2 separate regions of the Zea mays genome follow, and region 2 is linked to region 1. The links are chromatin contacts, called in public Hi-C maps. All regions are on one chromosome and are shown on one strand. The core of a region is the stretch at or near the end of the contact, and the rest is flanking DNA. Distances in the headings are between cores, read along the strand shown.

Region 1 (2,700 bases), core at 114-2,613:
GAGAGATTTCATGTGAATCAAAACAACCAGATTCAAATATGTTAAATAATCAGACGTAACGTATACATGATTTTTTAAATCCAACTCCTTGAAAGTAAGAAGCTCTCCAAAGCCAACATGACAATGAACTTTGCAATTAAGGGCTTATTTGGAGAGCTTCATTTCAAAAATTTCGGCTTCATTTTAACTTCTTCCATCCAAATAGATCAAACTTCATGAACTCCAGCTTTTAAAAAAATGACATTAGAGGCTGGCTTCATAAAATTTATGCTCCTCAAAGGGTGTTTCACAGAAACACTATTTTCATACCTACTCATGAAGTTGCATAAAAATTACTCACCACGTCACTTGTTACACAACATAGCGCTTCGGTTCTCTCATGACATCCACTAATCAATGGTAGTCAAGGATACACAAAAATCAATTATATTACACAGAAGCTGGAGTCCATATACAAGCTAAACACTCTTCGATCTCACTTCAATAATTTGTTGAAATTGTTGTGATAAAGCTAGAAAATTGAAGCTAAAATTCTTGAAGTGAAACCCTAAAAACACTTATTTTGCTGTCGCTCAAGAACAAAACCTTCTCTTCTACTATCTCCGGAAAAAAAAGGAACAAAACCTTCTCTTCTGCTTGCTAGGGGTGGGCATTTTAAAACCGAAAACCGAACCCGAACCCGAACCGAACCCGAATAGACCGAATTATTGGTCTATTCGGGTTTTCGGGTTCGGGTTCGGTTCCTATATGTGCTATATTTCGGGTTATGGGTTCGGGTTCGGTTCCTAACCTATAAAACCCGAATAGACCTAATAACCCGAAATATAAAAAAGCTCTTAATATGTGATGGTATTATTATATGATTTATGAACTTATTAGCTAGAAATAATGATATCATCTAAACGATAGTATATATATCTTTGTATGCTAATTTTTATAGTCACTTGTTGTAGTAATAGTACTTTCAATTAATTATTCATTGTCTATATTTTAACAAAATATACTAGTCTCTCTACAATTCAGGTCTATTCGGTGGACCGAATAGACCGAACCGAAATTGTGAGTCTATTCGGGTTCGGTTACAAAAATATTTTTGGAAATTTCGGTTCTCATTTTTTAGAACCCGAAATTTCACAAACCCAAATAGACCGAACCGAATTACCCTAATAGACCGAATGCCCAGCCCTACTGCTTGCGCAACAAACAAGCATCACCATCGACGGGGCGAGGGTACACGGAACACCAGCCGTCCGATCCATATCGACGGCCAGGTAAATCGGAGGAAGCCCGGAAGAAGTCTCCTTCCAGCACCACCCTTCTCTCCTCCGCATCCCCCCGGCCGGTTCCTCCTTGCCGCCGCCGTCGCTGTGCCAAGCCTTGCGAATAACCGTTGTCCGGTACATTCTCTTCTCCGATCTCGCTACCCACCGCTCCTTGCCTATTTGTGATCGCCTCCCGTTCAATTGGGGGCGAGCTTCTCTCCCCTGAGGCCCTGATCGAATTCCGCTGGAATCTAGAGGGTTTCATCCGATCGAATTCCACGCGTGGAGACGGGTGGTTTCGTGTACCTTTCGAGTTGTTAGGCACTATGCAGGCGTCCTCCCGTTCTGCGACGATCAGGTTTAACGTGCGTGCTGTTGGCTGTCGCAGGGCTGTGGGGGGCAGACATGGCGCTCCGGAGGCTGCTGCAGGGGAGTGTCCTGCCGCGGGTAACCGGCAGGGTTTCGGCACCGGCCGTGGCGCCGTTTTCAACGGAGTCCGGAGAGACCATCCGTGCCACGCTCTTTCCGGGCGACGGCATCGGGCCAGAGATTGCCGAGTCTGTCAAGCAGGTACAAAATTTAGGTTCGGTTTGATTGTTTTGTACAATTATTCAGATTGTCTACATGTAAATCAAAAGTTAGTTTGTTTGATGGACAAACTAAAGCTATGTTTGAAGCTAAGCTTTTAGGCAGGTTTGAAGCTGAGAACATATTGAGCATGCCGTGCAGGATGATGCACTGTTTTTTTATGCCTATCTCAGAAAGATCTAATAATGAGCTTGACTGCTTGAGTTAATAAGATAGGTGTCATACTATGATGGGGATCATAAACAAACCAAATGCTCATCCTCTCGTTCTTATAACAAGATAGATTAAACACTACTTTTTACTGCTTCTGAAACATAATGTATATATGCTATTCAAGAGCTAGCATTTATGAATTTAAACCGATTCTAGTTAGTGACATAGTGGCTTAAGAAAGAGAAATAATATTGTATTCGACAATATGGTAGCTATAACTTTATGCAAACACTAACGTATGTGCCGTGGTTGTGCAAAGTTTATTTTTGAGGGGTTCTTTATGGAGATTGATCTGACACTAGCATATAACAGTTTGGGTGACCATGTGAGGATGCTATTATCGAAAGTTGTTCTTATTGCCGGAGGAGCACTTGAGACTGTGTTCTTCCAAATGGATGTCACTTATGTCAGTTGTTATATTTCTATTATTTTCGGTTTTGATGTTCCTTTTGAAGCAGGATAGTCATTTGTGATTTTCAGTCTGTTTCTATCAGTTATTTATGGCTCTCTTATTATTTTCAAAGTTTGTGATCTACACCTTGACCAATTCTCTGTCTGAAATGCATTATATCAAGTATACGTTCAGTCGTTCAGTGACTACTGTAATCTGGGCAGTCTACTGTTGCGTTCACTGTAC
Region 2 (2,913 bases), core at 28-2,527, 240 kb after region 1:
AAGATAAAAAATCAAAACAATATTGTGATCAGTTTTCATTATCACTTTCAGATAATTATAACACTACCAGACTTTAGCAACCCAGGTCAAAAATAGACCAGAACAGAAAAAATTCAGTTATTAAGACTGAGACATAGAAAGGGCAAGTAGCCGTGGATGAGGACCACAGGCCCACAGGCCACAGCCAATGGTGAAAGGAAAGGGACAACAAGCCAAAGGACGAGTAACTCCATCCTATTGCACAACTCGCATGTGAGCCAAGCTACATGCTGGTTGCTGGACATTAATGCTTAGATGCTCAGAGATCTGAAGTAGTCGCCAATTGGTCGTCCACAGTTGGCAGCTGACAACCAAATTAGCCTGTAGTACTAAAGCAAGTACTAGCAGGCACAAGCAGCCAGTTGCTTTTCTGGTAAGGACACGGGACAACGCGATTGGTCGGGATTTCCGCCAATCCGACCCAGGAATCAAGAACGTCCAAAAGAACGTCGGCGCCGACAAAAGGGAGTAGAGATCACATCTAACGTCAGATCCCTAAAAGTTGACCATAGGAACTGAAATTGTGGTTTAACCGTCACAGGAACTAACCCAGCAACCAAGATGGTTCGTATCCCATGTGGATTGGATGGGATTGAAAAAATTTATGAAAGATTTTGACTTGTTCGGGATTGAAACCCACTCAATCCCACCCAATCCACATGATCCACCCAATCCACATAAATTGAGAGCAAAAAGAACAAGCCCTAAGTGGAGCAGACGGCACAGGAAGGTAAGGAAACAACACCGTATCGCAGATCGCGAACCGTAGCACGAGACCGCGGGGATTGAGAAGGAAGGTAAGGAGATTGCGAGGGCGGGGGAAGGACCTTGGTGTCGAGCATAACGGCGCAGAGGATCCCGGTGAGCTCCATGGCGGCGTGCAGGTTGTCGAGCGTCTCCTGGTGGTACTCGTGGGAGCCATGGGAGAAGTTGAAGCGCGCGACGCACATCCCGGCGCGCAGCAGGCGCGAGATCATCTCGACGGATCGCGACGCCGGGCCGAGCGTGCAGACGATCTTGGTCTTAGGCCGGCGCCGCGCCACGGGCTCCTCCCCCCACGCCAACTCACCGCCCGCCGCCATCGCTAGATCTGCGCAAGCAAAGGAGAGGCAGGTGCTGGGATTCGTTTGGCTGCCTCGCCCCTTCCCCTTGTTTCGCTTTTGGACTGCGCGTTCTTCTTGCCCTCCAAGAATGAATGGGGGCGGCGTCGAGAAGGATTCTTCTTCTGTGGACGGAATTAAGGGAGGGACCGAGAGAGGGATGGGAAGTTATAGGCAGAGAAGAGAGGGACAAGTGGGCCCGCCTGACCGCGTGTCTGCTAGGGACGGGCAACCAAAACCTTTTGCGGTCAAAACCATGGGGGGCAGAGCGCAGTTCGGTTCCCACCGTATGCGCGAAATCCGACGGGGCAAAGGCGACCGAGGCTAGTCTTGACTTATTAGTTGGCATTAGCTAGGACTATTTTCAACCGTATTTTACATCTCTATATCTCTTATTTACAGATTTTTAAAAAATATTTATTTTTAATATCTTATTTCTCTCTAAGTATGTTATTTATATCTTATCTTTATATATTAAATATTTATATTAAAGACTGTTGATACCCTGTAACTGGGGTATTCACACCACTACCTTAAGGAACGGTTAACCCTACCAAGACAGGTCCTGGTCTGACGCGTGTAAGGGGCTTGAGTTGCATGCGCCAGGTCGTCAGACCCCTAGCGAACGAAAGCCCAGGGTTTGCTTGTTGTACACAACCTCGGAACTCGCACCTCACGGTGGCAGGGGTCTGGAGTCGCCATGTTGTCCCTTGGCCCATAGCTCAAACCTTCGTCCAGATGGAACTCCCTATCAGCAGCCACAATACTCGCATTTATTGTAGAGTGGCTGAAGGGTGCACAACGGGCTACAAAGTGTGGCAGACTGACAAGACTGCTCACGCGTTACCAAGGAACACGACAGTTCACCTGTATCGCATGCATACAATGCCTACTCAAACTAATGCAAGCTACAGAGGCGCTTATCTCGTCCGCGTGAGCAACGCCATCATGAAGCGTCGTTCGGCCACTCGATACTCCCGTTGTTGTGCAGACCAGATGTGACAACACAAAGATATAAGATTGGATCCTTCACGCATTAGTACATCCAGCCCAGCAGTCAGCACGGTGGATGGTTGCCAAGGCAAACCCGAGGTGATAGGAAGAACACACCTAGTCATGGAGTCAGCGCGATATCCGGGGAAGATCTTAGCCCACCAATGCACTTATAACTCCAAGAGATATGTATTTAATATAGGCACACAGGGCCCACTTGTCGGGGTCCACCATTCTTGTGCATGTTCCCCTTAGACTATAAAAGGGAAGCACATGCTATGCAAAGGACACAGGCAGAAATGCACATTCAGACTCTCAATTCTTAAAGCAATACAGTCCATAATGGATGTAGTGTATTATGCTCCGGCGGTCCGAACCACTCTAATCCTTGTGTTCTTGAGTCCTTCAATTGATCATGCAAATCCTTGAGCCCCCTCCTCATCTTAGGATTAGGGCAAGTGCATTCCGCCACCCGATCGGAGGATCTCCCTTCCGACATTTGGCGCGCCGGGTAGGGGGAAAGGTGGTATAAGTTGTTGTCTGCTTTCCTCCGCTCGGCATGATGGTCTGAATGGTTGAGCACTTGGACGCCTCCTTCGACAACCACCAAGGTGGTGAGGGGGAGGCGTCATCTGCACCAAGGGTTTCACAACCCTAGGTACATGGGGCTACTGCGCAGCAGCACTCCCGCCCGATGCTCGGTGTTGCAGCGCAACCTGCGTAGCAACACACACTAGAATCAGCATCTAGGGCCTCATCGCGCGCAGCCCCCGAAGGAGCA

Evidence for each region. Hi-C and Micro-C count contacts between places; a contact is called where the count stands out from the background.
Region 2: a Hi-C map of tassel shows a contact between it and region 1, with 2.2 times the contacts expected there. The contact joins the promoter of LOC542177 here to the promoter of LOC100191841 in region 1. A contact is called at or near these places in 3 of 25 Hi-C or Micro-C datasets (leaf and tassel).

Annotation. Positions count from the first base shown.
Region 1 is chr3:43,894,162-43,896,861 of Zm-B73-REFERENCE-NAM-5.0, forward strand. It overlaps LOC100191841 (Isocitrate dehydrogenase [NAD] catalytic subunit 5 mitochondrial), which reads left to right and starts at 1,364. Exons shown (of 8, transcript NM_001137265.1): 1 at 1,364-1,397; 2 at 1,651-1,832. The coding sequence starts at 1,668.
Region 2 is chr3:44,133,749-44,136,661 of Zm-B73-REFERENCE-NAM-5.0, forward strand. It overlaps LOC542177 (PK protein), which reads right to left and starts at 1,278. Exons shown (of 3, transcript NM_001111796.2): 1 at 867-1,278. The coding sequence starts at 1,121.